Linked DNA regions of Mus musculus: region 1 is linked to region 2. The links are chromatin contacts, called in public HiChIP or PLAC-seq maps. All regions are on one chromosome and are shown on one strand. The core of a region is the stretch at or near the end of the contact, and the rest is flanking DNA. Distances in the headings are between cores, read along the strand shown.

Region 1 (5,123 bases), core at 1,075-3,574, 290 kb before region 2:
CTCTCACTTGTTGTTGCAGTAACTGTTGTTGGGCACTTGGCCAGGAAACTGTGACTCCTAAGCAAAGGGAGGAGTTACAGATGCAGTTCACCATTGCCAGAGAAATTCTATTCCAAATGGATTTGTGTGGAGCAACAGTGATATCCAATGACAAGTTAAATTAGACACAGAGGTGTTTTCTCCCACACTGTCTCAGAAGATACATGGTGTGAGGGGGCCTGGCTCGGGCTAAACAGTCTTTTAGAAATTAGGTTAACATCACACACACTCAAAAATTGTTTTAGGGATTTTAAGAAGAATCTTGTTATGTGACTTCAGAAACTACTTTACCCAGATAGTTTCAGTTTGCCAAACGGAAACCAGTGACAGATGAGGTAATTTTGCTTTGAATTATAGTCAGATCCAAACCAGAGGTTTGCTGTTTACAGAATTTCAAATATAATAAGTTGCATGTTTATGTTAAATCTTAGACTCTTAGATCCCTATTCTTAAAGCACATTGTAGTAATGGTTTTATTTCTTGCAGCTAATATCTGTACCTGAATGGAATTTTGCCTTACTGCTGTGGGATTTGATAGTAAATATTGCTAAAGGTGTTTTTACTGGAGTCTGTGTTTAGTTTTACAATGTTCCTGTGTATGTATCTCCTAGAAATTGTGAGTGTCAGCTCACAGCTCTTATCTGTGGGAATTCTGGATGATAGTTGGATTTATGATTCTGATTTATAATTGGATGCCTAGTTTAGCCATAACATTTTGGGTGATAATTACATGTTTTAAAGCATGCTTTTAATTTTTACAGATATGTTTATGCTCTTGAACATAGGTGAAATTATTCTGCTAGTTAATAGTTTAGTAAGACCATAGTAAGCTGGCACGGGCAGATCTGCAGAAAGGTCCTGGTATTTGTAGAGAAATTTGATTTTTCCCAAGTATGTAAATTTATTTGTTTTGAAATATGTGGGTCAGTGAGCTTGCTTTTCCGTTAATATCTTGTAGTTGACACAATATCTTACACTTCATTTAATTTGTAAACTCGGTGGGGAATGGCCATTAGTCTCAAGCTGAGAGATAAGTGTCTGTTGAAGTCTGTCCTGAGATATGTGAGGTCAGGGTTACATTTTCTCCTGTGCCAAAGGTTTCTCGTTCAGCCTTGGGTATTTGTGTATTTGTAAAGCTTAGCACATACATGCAGGAACTGTGTTTGGCTTAGTTCTCTGTAACAGTTGTTCCTTTGCTTATTACAGCTTAGCTTACACAGCAAATTAGATTTCATTTCTGTATACCTCCTTCTATGTTCATAGTTTATGTTAGGGAAAGAAAAGGAAAGCTGAGACTATAGGTGAGGTTTTCACATAAAGATCACCACAGAAGTGAGGGCATAGGAGTGATGCTCTCTTAAGTTTAGGAGGTGATTCTACGATTTAGAGTACTTGCTTTGAATGAAAAGGAAAGGATATTTGATGCAAGTTTCTCAAATGTATTTTTCCTAATTAAAATGTTTTATTAATATATTGTGTGTTCATGTTTGCGTGCAAATGTTTGTATGTGGGAACTCATGCCACCGCAGGCACTTGGAGAGGTCAAAGGACAACTGAGCGAGTGAGTTCTCTTCTTTGATGGTCCTAAGACTGAACTCAAGTCTCCATGCTTGGCAGCAAGAACTTTTACCCACTTGCCAGATCTTATTTTCTAATCTTAAGGACATACAAAGTTTTGTAGCTCTGACTATTCCCAAAGGATATTCTGTGATATTTGTCACAAAATGAGATGTGTATTCTAGCACACATCGGTAAATGTGTTGATGGAGTAGATAATGTGATTAGTCAACTCAGAGAGGAGTGAGACATGTGACTTGATGGATATTTAGCCATGGTTATTTTGGCAAAAATAGATTTTCTTATTCCTGAAATATGTTATTCCCAGCATTAGCAAGGGTACCCTGCTCTTGCTGTCTTTTCAAAATGTGTCTACTTTGAAAGATTTCCGTGGCTATGCAGGTGCAGCCTTTTTTTCCTCCCCTGACCAAGAAAAGAGCTTTGCTTTGCGACATTTCTTTTATGTTAGTGTCTTCCCTGCTACTTCAGCTGCATCTAAAGCCAGCTAACATCTGTTTTCTATCAAAATTGAAACTGCTTTTTAAAAATTACGTTGTTCTGGACCTATTTCTTAAGATGTGTGACGTGGAAGAGCAATCTTCCTCATCCCCTTGCTGCCTGTGTTAGCTGAGGTATTTTAGGCACATCAGCTGTTACAGCTCTGAGCAGGGCTTCATCCAGTTGGCCCCTTGTCTCTTGAAAAGCCTCAGCTGTAGTAGCTTTCGGTTTTTAGAGTTAGAACCATTATTTTGTGTCTTTCTCCTGTGTTGTTTTCAAAAGGATTTATGTAGGCGGGGATTGTCAGTCATCAGGTAGATTTTGCTCTCCGTGAAAAAGCAGGGTAAAACCTGAGGGGAGGATCACTGTGGTATTTGGAGCTAAGTAGCTGTGTGTGTGTGTGTGTGTGTGTAGCAGTTGTTGCTTTGTGATGTTTGCTTTTCTAGCACCTCAAACTACTAGAAACAAAGAACTAAAACAGAAAGGTTAGGGGAGGCGCCACTTTTCCTCTAGGTTCTTTTTTTTTTTTTTTTTCAGCTGACAAGATTTTCTCTTTCCTTTCTCTTACAATGCTTAAGTCAAGATAATGATGTTCCAAAAACTAGGTTTTTTAAAAAAGTTACTTACATTCCTGCCGTTGCTCCCCTCACCCCCCAACCCCCGTGGTTCCCTATCCCATCCCTCCTCCTCCTTGCCTCTGAGAGGGTGCTCCCCTCCCACCTAGCCTCCCTTCCCTTGGGCCTCAAGTCTCACGAGAGTTAGGTACATCTTCTTCCACAGAGGCCACACCAAGCACTCCTGTGCTATCTGTGTGCCCATGTATGCTGCCTGGTTGGTGGCTCAGTGTCTGGGAGCTTCCTGGGAGCTGGCTAATTTAAGACTGCTGGTCTTCCTATGGGGTCACCCTCCTCTTCAGCTTCTTCAAGCCGTCCCCTAATTCAACTATAGGGGTCCTAATAGTTGTGTGTAAGTATCTGTGTTTGTCTCAGTCAGCTGCGGGTAGAGCCTCAGAGGACAGCCATGCTAGGCTCTTGTCTTCAATTTCTTCTCCATTTTTGTCCCTGCAGTTCTTTTAGACAGGATCAGTTCTGGGTCAGAAATTTTGACTGTGGGTTAGTAACCCTGAGACAGAATTTCTCTGTGTAAGCTTGGTTGACCTGGAACTGACTATGTAGATCAGTGTGACTTCAAGTTCACATGAGGTCTGCTTGCCTCTGCTGGGTTAACAGGTGTTTGCCACACCTGCCCCTTACCTCCTCAAGGTTCAAGGGGAGTATAAAAATTTTATGTAATACTTCTTTCAGAATCTAACAGACTTACTGAGCTTACTGTGTGTGGGAGCAGTGAAATCCATGAGATGCAAATGGTTTTCATAGAAAATAAATGATAGTGTTTCATCTTCAATTGAATTATTTTAAGCAATTCTTTGGGAATGCATTCTTTAAAACTGTCCATTTTACTATAATTTGTAACACAAAGAAGTCTATAAAGTTTTTAAAGTGTGTGTGTGTGTATGTGAGAGAGAGAGAGAGACAGACACAGATACAGACACAGACACAGAGACACAGACAGGGTCACTATGTAGTTGAGGATCACCTTAAACTTCTGCCCACCCTGCCTCCACCTGGGGTTATAGGTGTATGCTCCATGCTTGGTTTTATGTAATGCTTGAGACTGAACCAAGGGCATTGTATATGCTAAGCTCCTTAGACCTTGGAGGTTTTTGTTTTTTTTTTTTTTTTTTTTTTTTTTTTAGTTTTAGACAGGGCTGCACCATGTATGGCCCAGCCTGGCTTGAGCATGAGGTTGGCCTGCCTCAGCCTGTTCCTTCACACCTGACTTACTTCCCTTATTATTTGTTTATTTGCTTGGGCTTTTGTTTTCTTTTGAGACAGGGTCTATTTGTGTAGCTCAGGCTGGCCTGGAACTCATGTAGCCAGCCCAGGCTGGCTTGTGATTTGTGATCCTCCTGCCTTAGACTCCCCACTGCTGGGATTACAGGAACGTGCTGTCACATCTAGCTTTATTTTTTGTTATGTTACAAAGTTTGGCTTTTAATTCCTGGCTTTGAATTTGCTACTCCTGCCTTAGCTAGCCTCCTCATTACTTCAGCATGGGCCTGCCTTACCACTGGATCAAGCTGTTAGTAGTCTCCAAGCAAGCAAATAGCAGAAAAGAAAACCCAATTGAAAAAAAATAGGCAGTTTATATGTCTTAGGAAGACATGTAAATTGCCAACAGATACATGAAAAAGTATTTAAAATCACAGATCATCTAATCTAAGAGGTTCAAATTAATATCACAATTAGATATACAAAAGTTTGGCATAAATTGTTATATCCACAGTGGAAAATGGCACCAAGTTTCCCAAAGAAATCAAAGTAATAAAAGTACCCAAAGAAAATGAGATCACCCACCTTGCCCACTACTCTCCAGTGTTCATTGCATCGTTACTAATCACAGCATTCATCCATAGATGTAGGGTAAATTTGAACTCTCTAAACATATCAGAGGAACATTTTTTAGCTTTCAAAGGGAGATTCTACCATTTGCAACCACTTACATGAACTTAGATGACATTGTACTGAGTAAATACATCAAATACAGGATTATACTGCATAGTATCACTTGCATTTGAAACTTAAGAAAAAAAGTTTCATTGTATGTGTGAGATACATAACTACAGTTATCTAGGAGCTGTTTGTCCAAGGCTTGACAGTACAGTGTGAGCACAGGTAATAATGAGCTGGTGTATTAGAAAGGCAAGGGAGGGAGGGAGACTTACCTGCATGGCATGTTTAAGTTGCTTGGTCCCTAGTCACTGTGATGTAATATCAATTCATCATGTTAAACACCGTAAATATATACAATAATATAATGTCAGTTGGGAAAATAAAATAAACGACAGTATAAAGAATAGTAAAATAGCTTCATTAAACTTGAATGTTGATCAAGATATGATTTTCTTATTCTTTTATAGGGTGTTTGTGAACCGAAGTTTAGCCATGGAAAAAATAAAGTGTTTTGGT
Region 2 (5,092 bases), core at 1,601-4,100:
TCCAAAGAGGCACGGGCTACATCCCCTGGTCCTCAGCCCACGGTGCCCAGAGGGGGCCTAAGCCCTCCTGCTCTAGAAAGGAAATCACTTCCGGGACCCGGAACCCGGTTCTACTCACCAACACTGTCCCCAAGAGAATCAGAAAAGGCTGGCCAGCCCGCGGTTTCCCAAGGAGCAGAGGCAGTAACCGGGACCCTGGGATGCCAAGAACCCCCTGGACAAGGACTTACACCAGAGTTCATAGTAGTAGTTGCAGCACTGAGACTGTCCACAGCAGTGTCCTGTGTCACAGATGTAGCTTTGATTGTTGGTACCCACACAGGCTTCCTTATCCTACAAAATCAAGATGCAAAGGAGCATGTTACACCACAGCTTGTACCCACTGCCCATCCTCATCTACCCACACCTGGTCATCTATCTGTCTGTCTGTCCCCCAAACATCGCCAGCATTCATCCCATTAAGGAAACAGGATAACGAGAAATACCAGATCACAGCAGAATTTAAAAAAAAAACAAAGGTTCCCCCCCTCCCCCTTAGGGAAAGGTCTTAACACAGAAAGCCACTTGGTAAAAAGTAAGGCTCTCCTCAGACAGGACAGGGAAGGGTGCCCCATGATCTCCGTCCTAGGAGAACTAGTCCATGTGCACTGTTAAACTCAGTTGCTAGGAAGATAATAGCTCTCCCGTGGCTAACAGCGATGAAGTCACTTTCCTGTGAGTTTTTCTAGAAAGCTGGATGCAAACAGGACTCTAGAATCACCATCCAGTCAGTCAGTCCGGTCTCCCTTCCAAACTCCCTCCCAGATTGTCAACAATAAGATTCAAAAGATGGTTTAAAAGCAAAACTTCGGCTGGGAACGCAGCCCCGCTGGCAGAATGCTTGCCTAGGACACGGGAAACCATGTGTTCAATGCCATTGCCGCAGGAACTGCACACAATGCTGCACACCTATCATCCCAGCACTTAGAGGCTGGAGGCAGGAGGATCGGAAGTCAAGATCACCCTGGGCTACAGGAGACCCTGTCACAAACAAACAAAACCCGGAATAAACAGATAAACAAACCACAAAACCTTCTCCTCAGAGTTCTCCCTCTTTAGAAACAGATGGTGAACCTACTCAGTTGGCCTGGTCCAATTTCAATTTACTAGATCACTTTTACTTATTACTCTCGAGAGTCTTGACTTGATCCAGGACTCATATTGTCCCTCATCAGGGCACCAACGTAAAGGGCACTGCTGAGTAACCACGGAGCACTCTGCCAAATTCTATTCATAGCACTAGTGGATGAGGGATGTGTGTGTGAGTGTATGTGTGTGCACATTTTGAAAATATATTTCACACATAGGACATGGAATACCAATCAGGCATGGGGGCTGCATATGTAAGCCTAAAACTCAGGAGGACGAGGCAGGAGGACTGCTTTGAGCTCGAGACCAGCCTGGGCTGCACAATGAATGGAGTCCAAGCCATCCTAGGACACAGGGTGAGGATATGTCTCAGAGAGGAGGCAGGGGCTGGAGACAGCTCAGTTGGTAATGTGCCTGCTGTGTAAGCACTGAGACCTAAGGTGGGATCCCTAGAACCCGCACAAGAAGCTGGGTAGAGTTGGGGTCATCTGTAATTCCAGCAACACAGGAGGGAGTAGAGGATGAGGGAGGCTCACATCCAAACACAAGGACTTGAGACAGGAGGATGCCTAGGGCCGGCTGGCTAGCTGATGGAGTCAACCCCAGGTTCAGAGAGAGGCCATCTCAAAAAAAAAACAAAGTGGATTGCAACTGAGAAAGACGCTTAATAGCCTCTGGCCTTCACATGCACACATGTGCACGGACACACTAGTGTGCGTGCACACACAAAGTCACCTGCCATATCTGGCTTTCGACATTTCTTTTACTACAACCAGTGTGTGCCAAGCACCACCTTGGGTAAATCGGACACAAAGACAGAGAAAACCCTGTTCCCTGCGTCACAAACCTCAGTTATGAACGAAAACCCTGCTCAAGCAAAGAAACGCAACCCCGAAGGACGGCATTTGCTACCGCCCCGGCCCATGGGTGACATCCCAGAGGTCGGCTGCCAGGGGAAAGTTAAGTCACATGGCGGCTCCAGCTTTACTACACCAGCCACAGCCATAAACAAAGCCCTCTGGTGAGTGTCTCCGGCTGGAGGCCGGGCAGTTAGTTACAGGAGGTGCCTGTAGCTACAGAGAGAAGGCAGGAGACAGGGCAGAGCTTACACCAAATCCCTCCTCAGCGCAAGTTTCTACCTTCAGGGCTTTCATGGCCCTTCAAAGTCTTATATTCAGGCCAGTGGGATGACTCAGTGGGAAAAAATGCTTGTCACACAAACCCGACAACCCGAGTTTGAGCCCCAAAGGCTTGACGAAGGAGAGCGCCAGCTCCCTGGTGTCAGAGGACATCTTGACTTCTGTATGTATGGCGTGCTGTGAGCGTAGCTGCACGCACACGCACAGTAATAAAACACAAAATTGATTTAAAGAAACAAACTCTTACACTTCAGGATAAACCAGTTCAGGAGGAAACGCAGGAAAGGGCAGTCAAAGCTTACAATGAGAGTCTCACAATATTGCAGAGTTCTTTATTCTTGCTTTCCCCAGCCCACTGAAAACAAAAAGCTACGTAGCAGGCGGCTGGCTGGCTGGAGGCCCCTTCAGACACATGGTATGTGCAGAGAAAGCAGAGCTGCGTCTGCTATGCTCTCCAGAACCAAGCTAGCCACTCTGGCCTCAGAGAAAACCACTCCTTTCCTCTGGACACCAGAGTCTCCAAGGTCACCAAGCCCCGCCCGCCAGAGCCCGGTCTCTCTTGGCGCTAGTTTGCAAAAGCAAGTTCAAAGTATTCACGTAGCTTTAAACCACACCACGCTTCCTCTACCCCAGCAAATGAATCCAGCAGAGGTGGCCTAGGCAGCCAACTGGTCCTACGTGAGGCACGCAATGAAGACACTTGAAATCTAAACAAGTGGCATCCTCGTGACCTACGGGTGTCAGCTTTGCTCCTGGCAAGAGGCCTGTCATAAACAGAACCCCATTCTGCCTTGCTGATCTGCCCTGCCTCCAGACAGAGCTGTCCTGGCAGCCCTTAGCCCAGTTCCTCAAACCCACTTTGACTCGGACTGTCCAGCTACCCACCCTTCCCCGCTCTGCCTCCCCGAGTGCAGGATGCCTGCGGTCGGTCGGTTGGTTCTGGTCTTGGTGGTGGGAACTGCCACCTAGCATGGGAAAGGAAAGGGGGCAGGCAGTGATGGAGCCAGGGAGAGAGCTCAGGGTGTTAGCAGAAACAATGTGAAGGAGAATCAGGGGATGAGATGTGGGCTCCTCAAGCCAGACCTGCCATAGGAGAGAGAGCTGGCAGGCTCGGGGTCCATCTCATCTCTGACACTTCAGAGGAACAAGACTCTGGGCAAGGGACAGGGATGGCCCTAGGGCTAGTTAACACAATGTGTAACATCTTCAACCTGTAGGGGTTCTTGTTTGTTTGTTTGGTTGGTTCAGTGCTCAAGGTCTTGCGTATGCTAACATGCAGGCTCTGCCTACGGTTTCCATCAAACCCACTGCTTCATCCATCCCAGCTCTGACACAGCAGCCTCCAGCCAGTGTACAGCCCATACAACCCATGACTCCTTTCTCTCAAGCCAACAGCTGAGGTGTGGATGCTGCCAGTGAGGAACGGAAGGAGCCCAAGGCCTTTGGGCCTTTCTGTAACGTTTCCTGACAGCCTTGAGCTGCGGTGGGAAACAAAAAGGGCAACTGAGCACTGCCCTCACATGGCAGTGCAGTCTGGGAGAAGGCAGAGGACTAACCACGCAGGGCTAACAGCAATGGCACTCGAACCCATACACAAACCCATACACACTCGCAGAAGGAAGGCCACACCAAGACTGCCAAAGGGGCTTCTGGGAGGGAGGAAGAGGATGGCTAGAGAGTCTGTAACTGCAGGGAAGGCACAGGAAGAATGTTTCAGTACAAAAATGCTGTCGGGCAACTTCGTTGGCTAGGAGATTAAAAAACCCATACACATAAAATAAAAATAAAATCTTAAAAAAAAAAGAAAAGAATATGTAGTTATTCGAAAAGCATCTAAAAGTCTATGTAGGGAAGAAAGAAAGAGAGAGAGAGAGAAAGAGAGTGAGAGAGAGCGCACTTCAAAAAGGAACTGTAAAATCTAAGTGCTCTCGGGGCTGAAGAGATAGATGGCTCTATGGTTAAGAGCACTGGCTACTCTTCCACAGGACAGAAGTTCCATTCCCAGTATCCATACGGTGGCTCACAACCATCCGTATCTCCAGCGCCAGGAGGAAGAGCCAACACCCTCTTCTAGCCTTACCTCGCACTGCAGACATATGGCGCCCAGGCAGCCATGGAGGAGAATGCCCACACTTCTTAAAAGTGCTACTGCACCAAAGCCTTCACCTTAAGAACGGCAATGGTGGCGAGTGGGTCTATTGCCAGGGCTACCATAGACCCCCAGTACCACACACGGTGACAAGCTCCATGAGACACCAAACAAAACAATGGCACAGAGAAGCAGCAGTCAAGGCTGACACGGGACCTGTGGGGCTTGCTCTTATGACGGCTGAGGAGTGGTACATCTTTTGCACAGATGCAAAAGATTATCTCCTTTTTTTGGTGGCAGCAAAGGCTCTGGGGCTAACCAGGCCCTCTTCAACGCTTTCCACATCTTGTACTTGCTATTCTTAGCAGAACCACTGTAAAGGTCAATTTAATCAACACGAGAACTTTCTCGGTGCCAGCATAGAAAGAGACGCTGGGCAGCAACAGTTCTTCAGGCATGGTTTTAATTTGCCAATTTATGGGGCTGGAAAACCCTGGGAGCAGCTGGCTGGAGCCAACGTCATCCTCGCAACCTTAGGCAGGCGCTCAAGTTTTAAAGGTTAAGCGTGAAAAACAGGAAAACTGAAATCCATCACTGATGCTCAAAGTATACAGGACACCAGCTCTCAGCTGCTCCATATGAACGGCCCCGGGAGCACCCACTTCCGGCCCGGGAGTACCCACTTCCGGCTCTCTCTGCAGAGAGGACAAATTTCTAGTGGAAATATTCGCCGCCA

The links. HiChIP or PLAC-seq counts read pairs in DNA pulled down with a chosen protein or histone mark.
Region 1: a contact with region 2 is called in an H3K27ac HiChIP or PLAC-seq map of heart atrium, with 5 read pairs. The contact joins two enhancer-like sites. A contact is called at or near these places in 3 of 115 datasets of contacts at active chromatin or transcription factors (astrocytes, cardiomyocytes and heart atrium) and 1 of 9 other capture datasets (embryonic stem cells).

Annotation. Positions count from the first base shown.
Region 1 is chr19:46,924,287-46,929,409 of GRCm38.p6, reverse strand. Nt5c2 (5'-nucleotidase, cytosolic II) reads left to right here. Exons shown (of 18, transcript NM_029810.5): 3 at 5,075-5,123. Among named protein-coding and RNA genes, the nearest start is that of Nt5c2, 35 kb to the left of the region's middle. Within about 2 kb of position 2,324, at least 58 of the 459 cell types and tissues checked have an H3K27ac peak or open chromatin away from gene starts, as enhancers often do. A contact at or near this core is called in heart atrium, where this site is marked.
Region 2 is chr19:46,639,594-46,644,685 of GRCm38.p6, reverse strand. It overlaps Wbp1l (WW domain binding protein 1 like), which reads right to left. Exons shown (of 5, transcript NM_001177812.1): 3 at 231-333. Among named protein-coding and RNA genes, the nearest start is that of Gm36602, 24 kb to the left of the region's middle. Within about 2 kb of position 2,850, at least 128 of the 459 cell types and tissues checked have an H3K27ac peak or open chromatin away from gene starts, as enhancers often do. A contact at or near this core is called in heart atrium, where this site is marked.